2 separate regions of the Macaca mulatta genome follow, and region 1 is linked to region 2. The links are chromatin contacts, called in public Hi-C maps. All regions are on one chromosome and are shown on one strand. Each heading gives the region's core, a stretch centred on a gene start, on an enhancer-like site or on the middle of the called end of the contact. The rest is flanking DNA. Distances are from core to core; before and after follow the strand shown. Region 1 holds the start of LOC106993596. Region 2 holds the start of ST6GALNAC4 (ST6 N-acetylgalactosaminide alpha-2,6-sialyltransferase 4).

Region 1 (2,970 bases), core at 181-2,680, 110 kb after region 2:
CAGCCAGGCATCCACCATCTTCCCACCATCCCACCATCCCACCCAGGAATCTAGCCACCCACACATCCATGTAGTATGGTCACCAGTGTAATCTCAAAGAACAGGAGACCCGAGGGAAGAGGCAGACAAAGGACACACACTCCTGGCTTTCTGTATTTGCCAGTCACAACACTTCACCATCTGGTGACCCCCACTCTCAGGCAATCTGTCCTGGATACCCCCAGAGTCACCCCCAGGCCCTTACACAGACAAGCCTCCAGGATTACAAACTTCTCTGGTCATATGAAGCTAGGGAAGCCTTCGAGGCTCACCTAAGTGGGCCTCTCCCTCCAGCCACAGTGAGCCTGGGGCTCTGGGCTGACCTGGCTCATAGCTCCAAAGTGTTCACGAGGGTGAGGGATGCATAGTGCTCCCACAGTGCTCCCAGGCATCAAGCCCTCCAGGAACTCACAGGAAACATGTCAGCAGCAGCCAGGGATTGTCCACTAGGCACCCTCCCACAGCACAGATCTTCCAGGACTCACCCAGAGGCATCCAGCTACGAAGCGGTGGAGATGGGATTCTAAGCCAAGGCTCTAGAGTGGGCTGGGGTCACAGAGCCAGGGAGTAAACCTGGAAGCCGCCTCCCAAAGGCTGTGCCACATACTGCTCTCTCTTCCTCCTCCAGGAAGTCCGTAGGACTGTCTTCACGCGCTTGAACGTCATCAGCCCTGACCTGTCTGGTGAGCTCCCTCCAGGTCTCTCGGGTTTGTTCTAGTGGCTGAGGTCACAGTAGGGCACAGCGGGCAGCCCTGAGAAACGGCCTGGGCACATAGCACATAGCACATGGCAAGGGCGATCCCAGAGAAAGCAGCCCAGAAGGGGCAGGAGGAGGGCTTCCCAGAGTCACAGCAGCCTAGAACAGGGGCCAGAGCCTGCACTTTGCAGATGGAGAGCCCTTGCCTGAGACCATCCTGTGGCGTGGGAGTCTAGGCCTCTGCCCCTACTCACGGCTCCACTCCATCCCCACCGTTGCTGGGAGGATGGAGCCTCCTGGGTGGGACAGAGGCCCTTTGGGGTGGGGGTGCTGGCCTTGCCTTCCTTGAGGCCTCTCCCTGCAGGATGCTCCCTCTAGCCTCTCCATCAGTTCACCCCAGGCCCATACTAGGCAGAAGAGTCCCGACACTGGCAGCAGAGGCAGGGGTGAGGGATGGGGGCATCTACCTCTCTGCCACCACATCCAGGTCAGGATGGAGCCTCCACTCCCAGCCCAGGACCAAGAAGGCAGGGCTGATAACCCCATGACACAGAATTGGACATCAGAGGCTCAAGGGAAGACTGCCTGGCCTGTAGTCACACAGGAGTCAGGAATGTGGAGGGAATGAGGCTTGGAGCAATCAAAGAGCAGAGCTGCAGGGTGCTTGGAGCTGCTCTCACCCGTTGTCTACCTGCTAAAGGCTTCGGAGAGGGGCAGGGCTGACCTAAGGTCACGCAGCAGGTGGGGCAGGCTCTGCACGCCTGAGCCTCAGTTTCCTCATATTACCCCATCCATCCTCCCTGAAAACACATCTCCATCAGCCTTGAGGGGCAGAGGCATGACCCAAAAGGCCTGGCTGGGCCCTCTAGGTGGATAATTCTAGCAACCATGGCTCAATGCCAGGCCCGGCTGTGATGAGCCCGTTTGCTACAAGAGGAGACTGAGGTTCAGAGAAGTCAAGGGTCCAAGGGTGAGCAGGGCTGGCACCAAAGCCCACGCAGGCCAGCACAACAGGGTAGGGGATGGGGCAGGGGCAGAGGCGGCAGTGCTGATGGCGCCGGCCCTCTCTAGGTTGCACAAGCAAAGGCCTCGTCCTGCCCGCCGTGCTGGGCATCACCTTTGGTGCCTTCCTCATCGGGGCCCTGCTCACCGCCGCACTCTGGTACATCTACTCGCACACGCGTGAGTACCCCAGGCCCCCACAGTGAGCATGCCGGGCCCCTCCACCCACCCGGGGGAGCCCAGTGAAGCCTCTGAGGGATTGAGGAGCCCTGGCCGGGACCCTGACCTCCGCCCCTGCTCCCAGGTTCCCCCGGCAAGCGGGAGCCCGTGGTGGCAGTGGCTGCCCCGGCCTCCTCAGAGAGCAGCAGCACCAACCACAGCATCGGGAGCACCCAGAGCACCCCCTGCTCCACCAGCAGCATGGCGTAGCCCCGGCCCCCCACGCTTGCCCAGCAGGAGAGACTGAGCAGCCGCCAGCCGGGAGCACCGCTGTGAACTCACCCTGGGAGCCAGTCCTCCACTCGACCCAGGATGGAGCCTGCTCTCCGTGCCCGCCCTTCCCACCTCCCTCTCAGACGCCTGCTGCCAGTGGGGCCAATGCCTTGGAACACCTTGGGGTCCCTCCACCCCACCCCACAGAACCTTCATATCCCAGTGGGTCTGGGATACGGCTGCCCAGGGCCGCGGAGAGAGACCATTTGCCACACTGTTGTAAAACCCCAAGCCCCTGTCATTTGAACCTGGATCCAGCACTGGTGAACTGAGCTGGGCAGGAGGGGAGAACTTGAAGCAGATCCAGGCCAGCCCAGCCAGGCTGACAGCACCTCCCCCCGAGGAACGGAAGAGGGCCCAGCCTAGAGCCACCTGGATCTATCCCTTCGGCCTCCACACCTGGACTTGCCTAACTGGCGGGGGAGACAGGAGCCTAGCAGAGCCCAGCCTGGGAGCCCAGAGGGTGGCAAGAACAGTGGGCGTTGGGAGCCTAGCTCCTGCCACATGGAGCCCCCTCTGCCGGTCGGGCAGCCAGCAGAGGGGGAGTAGCCAAGCTGCTTGTCCTGGGCCCGCCCCTGTGTATTCACCAATAAATCAGACCATGAAACCAGTGATGGGCTGGGCTGGGAGAAGGGCAGTGACATTCAACGCCAGGGTGGGGTAAGGGCACAGGACAGGGCTGCTCTTGTCCTTGGCCCCCACTGGGCTGGCCTGGTGGCAGGGGCGGCATCCTGAACAGT
Region 2 (3,093 bases), core at 187-2,686:
CCCTCCTCCCAGCCCCTGGACAGGCACTGAGTCCTACAGCACCAGGCCCAGGGGTGATATGGCTTTGAACCTAGAGCAGGGTAGATTGGGAAGGTTGCTGAGCTGGGGACAGATACCCTGGCATCTAGCCCAGGCCTGAGCCTCTGAGAAAAAGGAAAAAGGAGTTTGAAATGGAGACCAGGGAAGGAGCCCAAGCTGGTTCCCAGGCCAGCGCCCTGCAGAGGAGGTGGGTGTGGCGGGGATGGGGAGAAGATCTTTCTGGCCAATGCAACATTTTGCAAAAAAAAAAAAAAAATCATAAACAAGGGCCGGGCGTGGTGGCTTACGCCTGTAATCCTAGCACTTTGGGAGGCTGAGGCAGGCAGGTCACTTGAGGTCAGGAGTTCGATACCAGCCTAGCCAACATGGTGAAACCCTGTCTCTACTAAAAATACAAAAGTTAGCTGGAAATTGCTTGAACCCGGGAGGCGGAGGTTGCAATGAGCCAAGACGGTGCCACTGTACTCCAGCCTGGGCAACAGAGATTCTGTCTCAAAAAAAAAAACAAAAAAACTTAGACGGGAAGTGTGCCCTCTCACTTCCCCATAGGCCCACCCCTGCTACCGTCCCAGTGCTTTCTGCCACCAGCCTGGCGCCTGAAGGCAGTTGCCTCTGAGATCCCAAGGGACCCCAATAGGACACACTGCGGCATCTGCCCAGGGCCTGGGCTAACTTGACTTGGATTTGGAGGACATTCCAGCGAGGGAGCCTTTGAGAGGTAAGAGTAGGTGGTCACAGCCCCTGGTCTGGAGTGAAACTGCCTGGGTTCGAATCTTGGCTGTGACAGGAGCCGCTTCTGCACGTGGGTCTCAGAGGAGAAAAACAGGCTCAGGTGAATGTCACACTGACATAATCATAATAAAATAATCATATTGAAAATAACTTATGTATTCGTTGTTTATCTGAATTTCCAGTGTCACTGGGCATTCTCTATCTTACTTGATAAATCCAGCAACCCTACCAGTTGAAACGTGGACTGCCTGACCGGAAGCCCCGCTTAATTTCCCTGCCCAACCACCATTTCAGAAATGGAGACACTCAAGTCCGGACAGCCAGGCCGCCACTGCCCGGTGGCCCCCGACACACTCTAGGTCTCTTTCCCCTGCGGCCCGACAGCCTCGCCCAGGCAGGAGCCTGCTGGAAATGCGGAGGACAGAAAAGGGAGATGCTGGTACTCAGACTCCGCCCCGGCTCTGAAGCCCCGCCCCCGGCCCTGAGGCCCCGCCCCTAGCTGGAGGCCTCGCCGCCAGCCATTCACGTCCCGCCCCGTCCCGGCCGCGCAGAGCCCTCCCCAGGTCGCGCAGGCTGCGCTCGTAGGATCCGCCTGCGGCGCGCAGGCCCCGCCCCAGGCGCGCGAGTCTCCGCCCGTCCTTGCCGGCCCCGGCCCCGCCCCCTGCCTCTGGCCGCTCGGATCAGCTTCCAGTCCGGTCGGCCCGGCCCGGGGGCCATGGAGCTCCGAGCAGCGGATCGCGAGCCTCCTGCGAACCCCAGCCTCCACGCCCGGTTAGCACCCGGCCGGGAGATGAGGCAGTGGAATCTGGAAGGGCGGTGAAAATCCCACGTCCTGCCCTTCCCCGGCCTCTCCATTCGTCCCCCGGGTAGAGAGGTAGGATGGATGGGGTGGAATTCCGGGCTTCTGGTTCTCTCTGCCCCAGACCCGATTGGTGACCTTGAGCTGGGGGTGCCCCCTGGCTGCCTCTTGGGTTGGCAGGAGGTCTCGCAAAAGTCGCTGAGTCCTGCTCTTTTAGGATGGGGACATTGCCTTCCGGTGTTTGGAGACGTCAAGGGGTTGGATTCCCGGGCGCCATGTGCTTTCACCCCGGCCTGTACCCTCCCCTGCCTCAGTTTTCCCGATAGCCTAGAACCTCATGTGCCTTATCCCTCCTAGCTCTGAGTTTCTGGGTCTTGGCAGGTGCCCGGCTCCCACCCCTTCCCAGCCCCAGCCCTGGAGACAGCAGCCCCTAGACTACCGAGGGACAGTGACAGCATGAAGGCTCCGGTAAGTGGTGGAAGAAGGAGGACTTCCAGGGAACGCAGAGACCCTGACCAGCGGAGCAGCTCAGCAGCCTCTCCACCCCAGGAGCCACTGCCACTTCTGACCTCCCTGCTGCCGAGCAGAGAAAGGCAGAATGGCCTCAAAGTCCAGCTCTCTGTGTGACCCCAGGCGGGTGGCATCCCCTCTGCGGTGTCCGTACCTTGCTATCCCTGTAAAACGGAGGTAACACTACGAGCTAACCAGGCAAGGCCTACCTGGGACTGGGGGTGTGAAAGTTCAGTTCAGCCGCTCTTGTCTTTACCGCAGAAGCCCCGGGTTGTGAGAGAGAGACAGCTGGCTGTGGGGGGCAGTTCATCTCAACTGCCTGAGTCAAGGTCTCTGGTTCCTCATGGGCAGGGGAGCAGGTGCCAGGCAGAACTACCTCCCCTGCACAGCTGGCCACACAGAAAAGACTTATTTTTAGAAGCTGACGTAGCTTTGCGGGCAGAAAATGGTGGGCCTTGGGCAGGATGCGCCGGGGTGGGTGGGGGTGATGGGGTGGGGGGTGGGGGCGACTTGCCCACTTCTGATTTTCAGAGAGCACCAGCCAAGGGCTCGGTGGCTTCTGAACGGTGGCCTAGGGACTTGTGCCTCGAGTCTAGAAAACTGGAGCCCAGAGAGACACAGGTGGTGACCAGGGTGGACCACTACCCAGTGACTAGCCCACAGTTCTGCTGCCACCAAGCCCCTCCCCTCCTGGGAGGCTTGGTGGTGGTGGAGGCATTCACTAAGTCTGCCAGGAGGGCAGCCCCAGGCTGGGCCTAGCCCGGATGGCTAGAAGAGCTTCCTGGTTCCAACGGCCTTTGGAACATGGTTTCTGGAGGCAGGAGCCTCCAGGCACCAGCTTTTCAATTATTAAAGCCATTTCTTGAATGACATTTGCTCCAATCTCCTTGTGCCACCTGGCCTGCTGATCATCAGACGGCCACTGAGTCAGCTGGGGGTGGGGCGGAGGCAGGGCCACACTAGGCAGCCCTGGTCCTAGGCTGAAGAGGCTGGTGGCCCTTCTGAGGCACCAC

The links. A called contact is a pair of places that touch in the nucleus more often than the background predicts.
Region 1: a contact with region 2 is called in a Hi-C map of liver, with 4 times the contacts expected there. The contact joins the promoter of LOC106993596 here to the promoter of ST6GALNAC4 in region 2.

What each region holds. Positions count from the first base shown.
Region 1 is chr15:19,888,826-19,891,795 of T2T-MMU8v2.0, forward strand. LOC106993596 reads right to left here and starts at 1,431. Exons shown (of 3, transcript XM_015116774.3): 1 at 917-1,431; 2 at 820-915; 3 at 657-818. The coding sequence starts at 1,282. The coding sequence ends at 705. It overlaps ENG (endoglin), which reads left to right. Exons shown (of 16, transcript XR_013405449.1): 14 at 668-722; 15 at 1,808-1,918; 16 at 2,043-2,840.
Region 2 is chr15:19,779,776-19,782,868 of T2T-MMU8v2.0, forward strand. ST6GALNAC4 (ST6 N-acetylgalactosaminide alpha-2,6-sialyltransferase 4) reads left to right here and starts at 1,437. Exons shown (of 5, transcript XM_077967889.1): 1 at 1,437-1,645.